2 separate regions of the Lactuca sativa genome follow, and region 1 is linked to region 2. Evidence: chromatin contacts called from public Hi-C data. All regions are on one chromosome and are shown on one strand. Each heading gives the region's core, a stretch centred on a gene start, on an enhancer-like site or on the middle of the called end of the contact. The rest is flanking DNA. Distances are from core to core; before and after follow the strand shown.

What was found. A called contact is a pair of places that touch in the nucleus more often than the background predicts.
Region 1: a contact with region 2 is called in a Hi-C map of leaf, with 4 times the contacts expected there. The contact joins the promoter of LOC111903071 here to the promoter of LOC111900605 in region 2. A contact is called at or near these places in 2 of 4 Hi-C or Micro-C datasets (both in leaf).

The regions. Positions count from the first base shown.
Region 1 is chr8:74,944,095-74,948,797 of Lsat_Salinas_v11, reverse strand. It overlaps LOC111903071 (NAC domain-containing protein 2), which reads right to left and starts at 2,014. Exons shown (of 3, transcript XM_023898868.3): 1 at 1,648-2,014; 2 at 1,292-1,572; 3 at 560-1,198. The coding sequence starts at 1,816. The coding sequence ends at 809.
Region 2 is chr8:74,406,941-74,411,644 of Lsat_Salinas_v11, reverse strand. It overlaps LOC111900605 (methyltransferase FGSG_00040), which reads right to left and starts at 3,035. Exons shown (of 1, transcript XM_023896489.3): 1 at 1,077-3,035. The coding sequence starts at 2,948. The coding sequence ends at 1,347.

The sequences.
Region 1 (4,703 bases), core at 765-3,264, 540 kb before region 2:
TTTATATTTTCAAGAGTCACCTTCAAAGATGTTTGTCGAACAATCGAGATGAATAAATAGCTGCCATATACTCGAAGCCATTTTAAATATTTAAAAAATGAGATTTAAGTTAAAACTATGGAGTTATAAAAACTAAAGTCCAAAACATACAACTTAGATAATATCAAATCACGGTTTATTCAAGAATTTGAACCTTAATTTTCTTCCTTGATATCACCCAAACTATATTTTAATGGACCAAAATTATGACACAACACCAATAAATATCTAAATTATGACTCGACGCCAAATGAATATTCTTTTCTATCTCATAACTCATAAAAAAATGTTAGAAATTCATATATATTCTTTTTGTCAACCATGTGGAATACCCTTCACTAAATTAATAGTTAAAGATTCTTATTTATCTAAATAAATAACATTAATTTAATTGTAAAGCAATAAAGTAGGTGTAACTTCTGAAAAAGTTTGGATAACAACGTTAACCTCAAATATAACATGTGAAGTTGTGAACACAAATAATTATAAGATTTACGATTTCATTGTTGTGGAACTTAAGAAAAGCAAACTGTTAAGAGATTAAAAATATAAAAGAAAAACGTTAAAAAAAACATTTTTACAAAATTACCCAAATTGAAAAATAAAAGTATTTTCCACTTGGCATTAAAAACTATTAATAAAATAAGAAAGATATCCCCCTTTTTCTATATCCCATTTATGACCTATTTTACAATTATCAGTAAAACATTTCTTTTGCTATTTCAACATTATCTTGCTATGTCAATTCCATTCCATCATGATCCTATTATCATTGGAATCCGAACATTGGACTGAAAAAACTTGATTGGTTTAAGTTGTTTTGATGGGTGTCTTCAAACTTGATGGGATGCGATTCCCTTACCCTCGTTTCCAAGATTGGAGTTGACGATTGAGGCATGATTCCAATTCCAGTTTCGATTCCGGCATTGTTTTCATAGTTTGTGTTGTGATCATCTAAAAGATGAGAAATCGAACCTAATGATTCCAATTCCCATAAATGAGCAAGTGAAAACGTCCTCGGAATTTTCATTGATTGCAAATCCATGGAATTATGATCATCGGAAGCAACATTTTCGGCGTTTGAATCTTCTTCTCTTTGTTCCAAAGGTTTTGCAGCAGTTTTCTTCTTGTAAATTCGACATAGAACCCAATCATCAAGCTGAAAAACATGTAAAACACGTAAATCAGATGAGTTTTACAACGATTCAATCAAATCGACAAACATGATGCAAACTGAAATCGTTCTTCTTACCCTCATTGATCCGAGTTTCTTAGCGGGTTGTGATCGAGACTCTTTCAATCGATACTCATGCATAATCCAATCGGTTTTAACCCCCTTTGGGGGCCTACCTTTGTAGAACACCAAAGCTTTCTTCACGCCAACGTATTTTGATCCACTGTAAATCGCTTTATCTGTCCCTGTAGCTTTCCAATACCCTGAAACAGCTGCTCGATTTGGGCGAACTCCATTTGGGTATTTTCTATCGCGAGGTGTGAAGAAATACCATTCGTTTTCTTCAAATTCCGTTTTCTCTGTTATCAAAATTCAAAACAATCAACATAAACTCCATAGTTCATAACCAATCACAAACTAATTCAAAAACTAACCAGGCAACTCCCATGGATCAAATTTGTAGATATCAACTTCAGGGATTATAGAAACAGGACATGGTTTAGATAACGACTGGTTTCGCAGATAGAACATGATCAATTCTTCATCGGTGGGGTGAAATCGAAACCCAGGTGGGAGATTACAGTTGTTTTCCCTTCCAACCATGTTTAACCAAAAGGGTGTTCGAACTTCGAAGAAGAGATGAAAGGAGGAATTGATTGACTGAAAAGGGGGGAAGAGAAGTGAGAGTGTTTGAAATGTTGGCAAGGAGAAGGGATGCGAATTTATGTGAAGGGTTTATTTGTCGATATGTGAAGATTACATCATTCTTGATCTTGATTGGTTGGTTTGACTTTTGACTTTTTGCTTTTGATTTGAGTTCCAATTGAGACTTGGCACACACCCATACTTGCAAGATTAGGCAATACACACCACACACAAGCATTAATTTAATAGGAATCATCCATACTCCTTATGGGAATATATATATATATATATATATATATATATATATATATATATATATATATATATATATATATATATATATAATTTTCTTTTTTGTGGTGCTTTAACAAACTTTTATTTTATGGGCACACTCAATTGACAAGTCTCAATTAAGATTCCAATATGTGATATTAGGCCATGACGAGTATCGGCAACGTATATCATTTCCACTCCAATAGGCAGTTGTTTTTTTTTTCAATTTTTTACTATTATATAGAATTTCAATCGCAAAGCGTCCACATCTTTTGAAAGATGAATTTGTTAAGGTTTTAAGAGCAAAAACGAAATTTAAAAAAAAAAAAAAAAAAAAAGAAAAAAAAAATCAGACTTTTTGTTATTATTTTTTATCGTTTTTATCTGCGTAATGTTTTTTGTTATAGAATTAATGAGATATTTCTATTTTATTATATTAAATATTTATATAATTATTAAATTATATTTTTATATATTTATTTTAAAAAAGAAAAATAAATGGTAATGGGAACCCACTATTTCCTATTGAGGGTGGAAAAGAACATGGAAGGAAAAAGTTAGAGAAAGTGAAAAAGATAAGGGTGTATTTGGTTATGGAAAAATAGACCGGATTTTTGAATTTTTTTTAAAAGAATGAGAATTTTGAAAACGCATTTAGTTCGTCTATTTTTCTAAATTTTTCATAGAAAATGAAAAGTTTCCGTTTTCTAAAATTAAAAAAAAAAAAGTTAGAATTTTTTGGAAAACTGATAATCATTGTTTTTCATATTTTTCTAATTCTAAATTTTTTCTAAAATATAAACACTCACTCCCACCTCATTCATCTCTACCTACCATCACCTCAATACCCCAACCCACCACACCCTACCTACCTACACTCGCTCCTTAGCCCAACCCCACCCCTACAAACACACACATACACACACACACACACCAACCCCCACAAACACATACACACCCACACAACAACCCCTACAAACACACGCACAGACACACCAACCCGCACAAACACCCACACCCACACCCATACCCACCCCACCCCTACAAACACACACCCACCCCACCCACACCCCCACAAACACACATACACCAACCCCCCCCCCCCCCCCCCCACACACACACACACCCAACACCACTTCCACAATCACCGACCTACCATTACCATCACCACCACTACTACCCCATCACCAACACCACCATCTCCGCCATCACTACCACTAACATAATTGTTACCGCTACCACCATCGTCGCCACTCCGTTGCCACCCGCCACCACCACCACCACTGTCCCATGCCGCTGCCCCCACCACAGCCACCGTCCCCACGCCCACCCTACAACCGCTACCGTTTTCTAAAAATGAAAACCGATAGAAAAATACACATCTAAACACGTTTTCTAATTTTTTAAAACTGAAAATGAAAAATGAATAAGTTTTAACTAAACACATTTTCTAAATTTTCCAATGAAACCGAAAACGGAAAATGAAAACTGAAAAGGAAAAACGAAAAACAGAAAATGAAAATTGTTTTTCCGTAACTAAACGCAATCTAAACTTTTGGCCTTATAAATCAAGTTAGTTATATATATGAGTTCATTTTTTTTAATAAAATTAATATATAGGCCTTACTAACAAAAATCCTCAATTAGGATGTAATGATCGATCATATACACTTAGTAGTCATGACTTCAATAATGCATATCTAATCACAATTCACAAGTTTTGGTTTTAGTTTGCAATTATTAAGGATGTTTTAGGCATTGATAAATAATAAAAATATTTTTGTTAAAGTATATATTTTGTAAATGTTTGTCTCTTTTAAATGAAAAAAATTGTATGGTATAATCAAATATTATTTCTTCACAAAATTAGATAAATCGTGTCTTTAGACATCAAGAAACTCCTTCATGATTATTGATTATTTGGAAACAAAAAAACCCGAAAAAAAAACCTATAAATCATAAAAATGCATAAAATAAATACTTAGAGATCACAAAACTTTTTTTTCAAAATTTTTTATGAAAAAATCGCAACTTTTTTAATAAAATCGCTGAAAAAAAAAATAAAAAATAAACTTTTTTTTTAAAAAAAAATTCAGCGATTTTGTATTAAATGTAGCGATTTTTCCATAAAAAAATTCAAAAAAAAGTTTGTGATCTCTAAGTATTTTTTTTATGCATTTTTATGATTTTTAAGGTTTTTTGTTTTCCATAGAACCTAAACCTATATATATATATATATATATATATATATATATATATATATATATATATATATATATATATATATATATGGCTAGGTTATAATATGGATGGACAACTATTGTGTGGACTTGTGGATAATATTATCTTATGAAAATTACTAAAAGAATATGTTGTTTAGTAATGTGAATATGTTCAATCTCACAGAACTATTGTTATTTTAATGGATTCACCAATTTTAATTCATTTTTGTTCTCATTCATCGTTTTTTATTTATTTTAATTCTTATAGAATACGATTCAATAAACATTCTCATAATATTCTGACAGAATGAGAATAATTAAAAAAAGTATATAATAATCTTATATACAAT
Region 2 (4,704 bases), core at 1,786-4,285:
AACCCCATCAAAGGCCAAATATGAAGCTCAACGGTTCTGGAGTAACTTCTACTCAAAAGAACCACCACAAAGGGACCAAAATCATAACAAAGTGCCACCTAGTTAGATCTACAAGAAAGAGTTGTCAAGTTTGAGACTTTATACCTCCAGAAGTTAGATCTAGGTGCACAAAGCCTAGATCTAAAAGCTCCAAGTCAAGCAATGACTCTTCAAGAAGTTCCTTCTTCCTCCTCAAGCACCAAAACACACATAAAACACTTTGAAGCTCTAAAATCACTCAAATGGGGGCTAAGGGTCGATTTCTAGGGTTTAGAGGGATGGAGGCTGAAGATACTAGGGTTAGGTTATGATCGTGTAACATCATTTTTCCACTAAAATGCTTAGGTTAAGGAGAAATTTAACTTATGATAATCTGTAAGGATCACTCTAAGAGTTCCAAATAGGCGAAAAATGTGTGTGTGTGTGTGTGTGTGTATATATATATATATATATATATATATATATATATATATATATATATATATTCATCACCTCGAAAATGGGATAATGACAAAGAAATCCGCAAAATATACAAATTAAAATAGTTTTTCAAAGAAAAAAATTGTAAAGACAAAGTCGTCTTCCATAAACAGCTTGGGTTAGAGTTGTTGCGGACAGCTTGAACTATCAAGCAACTTGGTTATCATGCAGTTTGGGTTGCCTTCAAGTAGACCCAAATCTACATGTTTCGTCAACTTGCCTTCAATCCAAAAGGTTTTCCCACAACTTTCAAACTCGAAAATAAACCCCGCCATGAGATCCCCCACTTGACTCTCGCCTTTCTTCGTGTTCGGGGTTGAACTCGTCTTATATATAAGTGTGAAGTCCGCACCTTGTTACTTGTATTATATCACAATTTAAACCCCATTTTGGCACTCGTATTTCATCTATATTTCATCTATTTAGTAGACCAAACCAAAAATATGATTGTTGCAATAAATGTTACACTTAGATAAGTATTCAAAAATCGTGTTTGATTCTTATTTAAATATCTAATATTTTAACAATAAACAATTTTGTAAAGACTAACATCACCATTAAATAGAAACTGCCTTTCATAAATATTCCACTTCGGTGATTGGAAATTTCAATGTTTCACTAAGTAGATCTTTAAAATTTGATGACTAACTAAAAGAAATTAAAAGATCAAAAACATTTGTAAGAACTAAAATAGTTCGTCTTTTATCTATTCCAACATAATTTGGAATGCAACACGAACCCAAAAAAAATTACCCTACAATTGCAATGAGAAGTTACTCTAAAAAAACCCTAATGTGGAACAAATGCATTTAATCTTCCCAATTTGATCAACAAATTAAACTTCTCATTGCTTGCTTCTTCATGACCTTCCCATAAACACCCCTTCCTAACTTCATTGCCTTTTCCATCTCCACCACACCACCACTACCACCATTCCTCTTCATCCCTTCAACAACTACCCTTAATACCCTCTCATCACCGCCAACCGCCTCAACGACACTCTCCACCACCACCTCCATCGCCGGAACTCTTCTCCCCCACTTCACCATCAACTTTTCTGATACAAAAAGCTCCGAATAAACCTTCCAAAATGAAGCTCTCAAATACCCCTTCATTTTACCTCTTACCATCCACCTCCTCATACTCTCCTCTAACTTATACACCATGTTACCAACATCAACCCCTCTTTCATACCCCATTTCAATCTCTCCCATTTCTTGTTTTTCGGAAACACCATTCTCAAATTTGCACCTTTTGCAATGACAATCAAACCCCCAATTCTTTGTCATTTCTTTTCGGGTTTTCAAAGGCGAAAAAACATCAAAATAGCCTAATGTGATCTCTTCACCTTCTTTTATATCCCTGGAAGCATGAACAATCACATGGTCACCAATGTGAAATCTTTTCGCATTAGGGTTACAGGAATGGTTGATAAAAGAAGCCAAAACCCATATCCCAACACCATGATAATCGCCATTTTTACCCGAAAATTTGCTTGAAAATGTTTCTTCAACAAGTGAATTCACATCCAATATGCTTAACATGACTCCCATATCAATCTTTTCACCCAAAAAGCCACACTCTTGCTCGTATTCGGGCCTAAAACTACTTATATCAGGAACCTCAAGATCTTCCTCATTTTCACCAACCGATAACTTTGAAATCAAGTATTGTGTTCTTTTACAATTTGAAGTTGATGCAACAACTTTGTCTATGAAATTCTTCCACATTACCATTTGAGCATTTTCACCCAAATCTTGAGTTTTGGATTCTGGCAATATCCCTCTTTCGGTTGCTATAGCTTTATTGACCAACAACAAAGAACCAACATCAATGTTCTTCGTTGCAAACAATCCTCTACCACTAATCTCAGATTTCTTGATCTCTAAAGCGCCAATATACTCTGCTAACTCAGGCAGATTACCCTTAAACCCATTTAAAACCCAATTACTAAAATCAAATGCTCCAGATCTTGATAAAAATGCAAGCTTTTTCGTTTTTTCCAAATACCCATTTAAGGTTTCAGAATCTTGATTACTGGGATGATCAAGATTAGCAATCTTGAAGCAGTTTAAAGCCATACTGTATCTATCAAGATTAAGCAAGATCTTACCTTTACACATGAGCGTTTTGAAATGGGTGTTTTCAATTTGCAATGCCTCGTCACAATCTTTGAGAGCTTGATCGAAATCACGGGTTTTGTATCTTGCTTCGGCTCTGTTGGAGAAGGCTAAACAGAGGGATTTTTGGAGTTTCGGGTCGGGTCGAGTTTGGGGATTAGAGATATGGGTTTGGCAGAGAGAGATGAGTTGGGAATATGTTTGGATTGATTGTTCCCATTCATCTCTATGGAGAAGCCCCTTGGCTTTGAATCTGAGATCTTGCATTTTCTCTTCTTCTGTGGTTTGTTGTTGCTCTGGTTCTTTCATCTTCAATGGCAGTTCAAACTGTGTGTTAGTGTGTGTGTTCTTTTGGGGCGATGAGTGTAAATTTGAAATCAAATAGGAAAGTAACGGTCATATAAGTTAAGTTAACTGCAAGTAGTCAAGTCAAGATTCCTGTGATTGTTATAAATATTCATTTAAAATAATGCCTTTATAAATCTAACGGTCGAGTTAATTTTAAGGAGAATGATGAGTAATGAGTTTGGGTGAGAAAATATGCATAAAACTATAAGATTTTCTATATTAAATATACAACATTTTATTGTTGGGCAAAAAGACATAATATCGATAACATGTTATAATTTGTGTCGTTTGCCTTAATTGATAAAATAGTACAATAAAATTTTATAAATTTTTAAAATTGACATTATTGTATAATTAAGTAAAAGAAATCATATAAATAAGCATTTTAATTGCGCCAGATCATAAATAACCAATTCTCAATTAGAGGAAATGTGATTACATAATTCCTTTTGCAAACCATGTTCCTATAAAATCAAGAAAAAATAGATGCTAAGGGTGAACGGAGTTGTAATAAAAAAAAATAGGATGGGCACCAAGGTACATCGGTACCTCCAAGCTCATGACTCTACATTTACATGAGTTCAAAATAGTGGGTTCAGAATGATGGTGAGCAACTTTATTGTACTCTAATTCGTTCAACTCTATCTCTTCAGTTTATATAATACTTATAATATCTGTACAACAATTATTTTTATATACTTTATAAATTAATTTTATATGTATTTTAAAATTGAAAATTGTGTAGGTTGCATGTTAGGATGGATGAAATGGATTAATTTCAATATGGATGGAATGTGTATAAGGCTCGAAAGAGTAATACTCCTAATATATTGTCATCTAAGTTTTTTTATGGACACATAGGTTTTTTATTGTCACCTAGTCTTAGCATTTTATATTGAAAAATATAGGAAGTGATAGTGTGACTTTAAATAGGTTTTATTTTGAAAAAAAAATAGCAACTGTCAATTGTTTTTGTGGTCAACAGATGCACAGACAATCTCTCTCTCTCTCTCTCTCTCTCTCTCTCTCTCTCTCTCTCTCTCTCTCTCTCTCTCTCTCTCTCTCTCTCTCTCTCTCTCTCTCTCTCTCTCTCTCTCTCTCTCTCTCTCTCTCTCTCTCTCTCTCTCTCTCTCGGCTTAACGAGTAATATAGTGTAACAAGCCCCCTAATGACAGCTAGGGGCGGTGTTCCTTCTCCTAGTGAGCGCCATAGCAAGCCCCATAGCGGCTCTACTCCCGTTAGAGCATCCATAATGCAAGTAGTATACGAGTTGAATGTGGTGATGACTAGGATCGAATAAGAGTTGAACGGAATGTGGGCGGTAACATGGAGTAAAGATAAATGGAGATGTTGAATGATTATTGAATGGTTTAATAGAAATGATAAAGTGGTGATTACGATTGAATAAGTGTTTAATGATTCTGAGTGGCATTGTATAGATGTTTAATAGATGATGTGACAATCCATTGAACTCTATAGAGTTGGATTGTCGATGCCCTTAACCTAAGTAAAAGTATAAAAAAGAGTTGATGTGACGATGAATTAAAAGAGTATGAACCTTATGATTTGCATGTTTCTTGTTGAACCAACCAAATAAATCATTAGAAAATATAAGAATAACATGATTCACAAAAAAAAATTCCTGAATAAACCTCTCGACAACTCATTTTTTTTACCGAATCAAATTTTATTTTACTTTTCAAACAATATCCGTGAC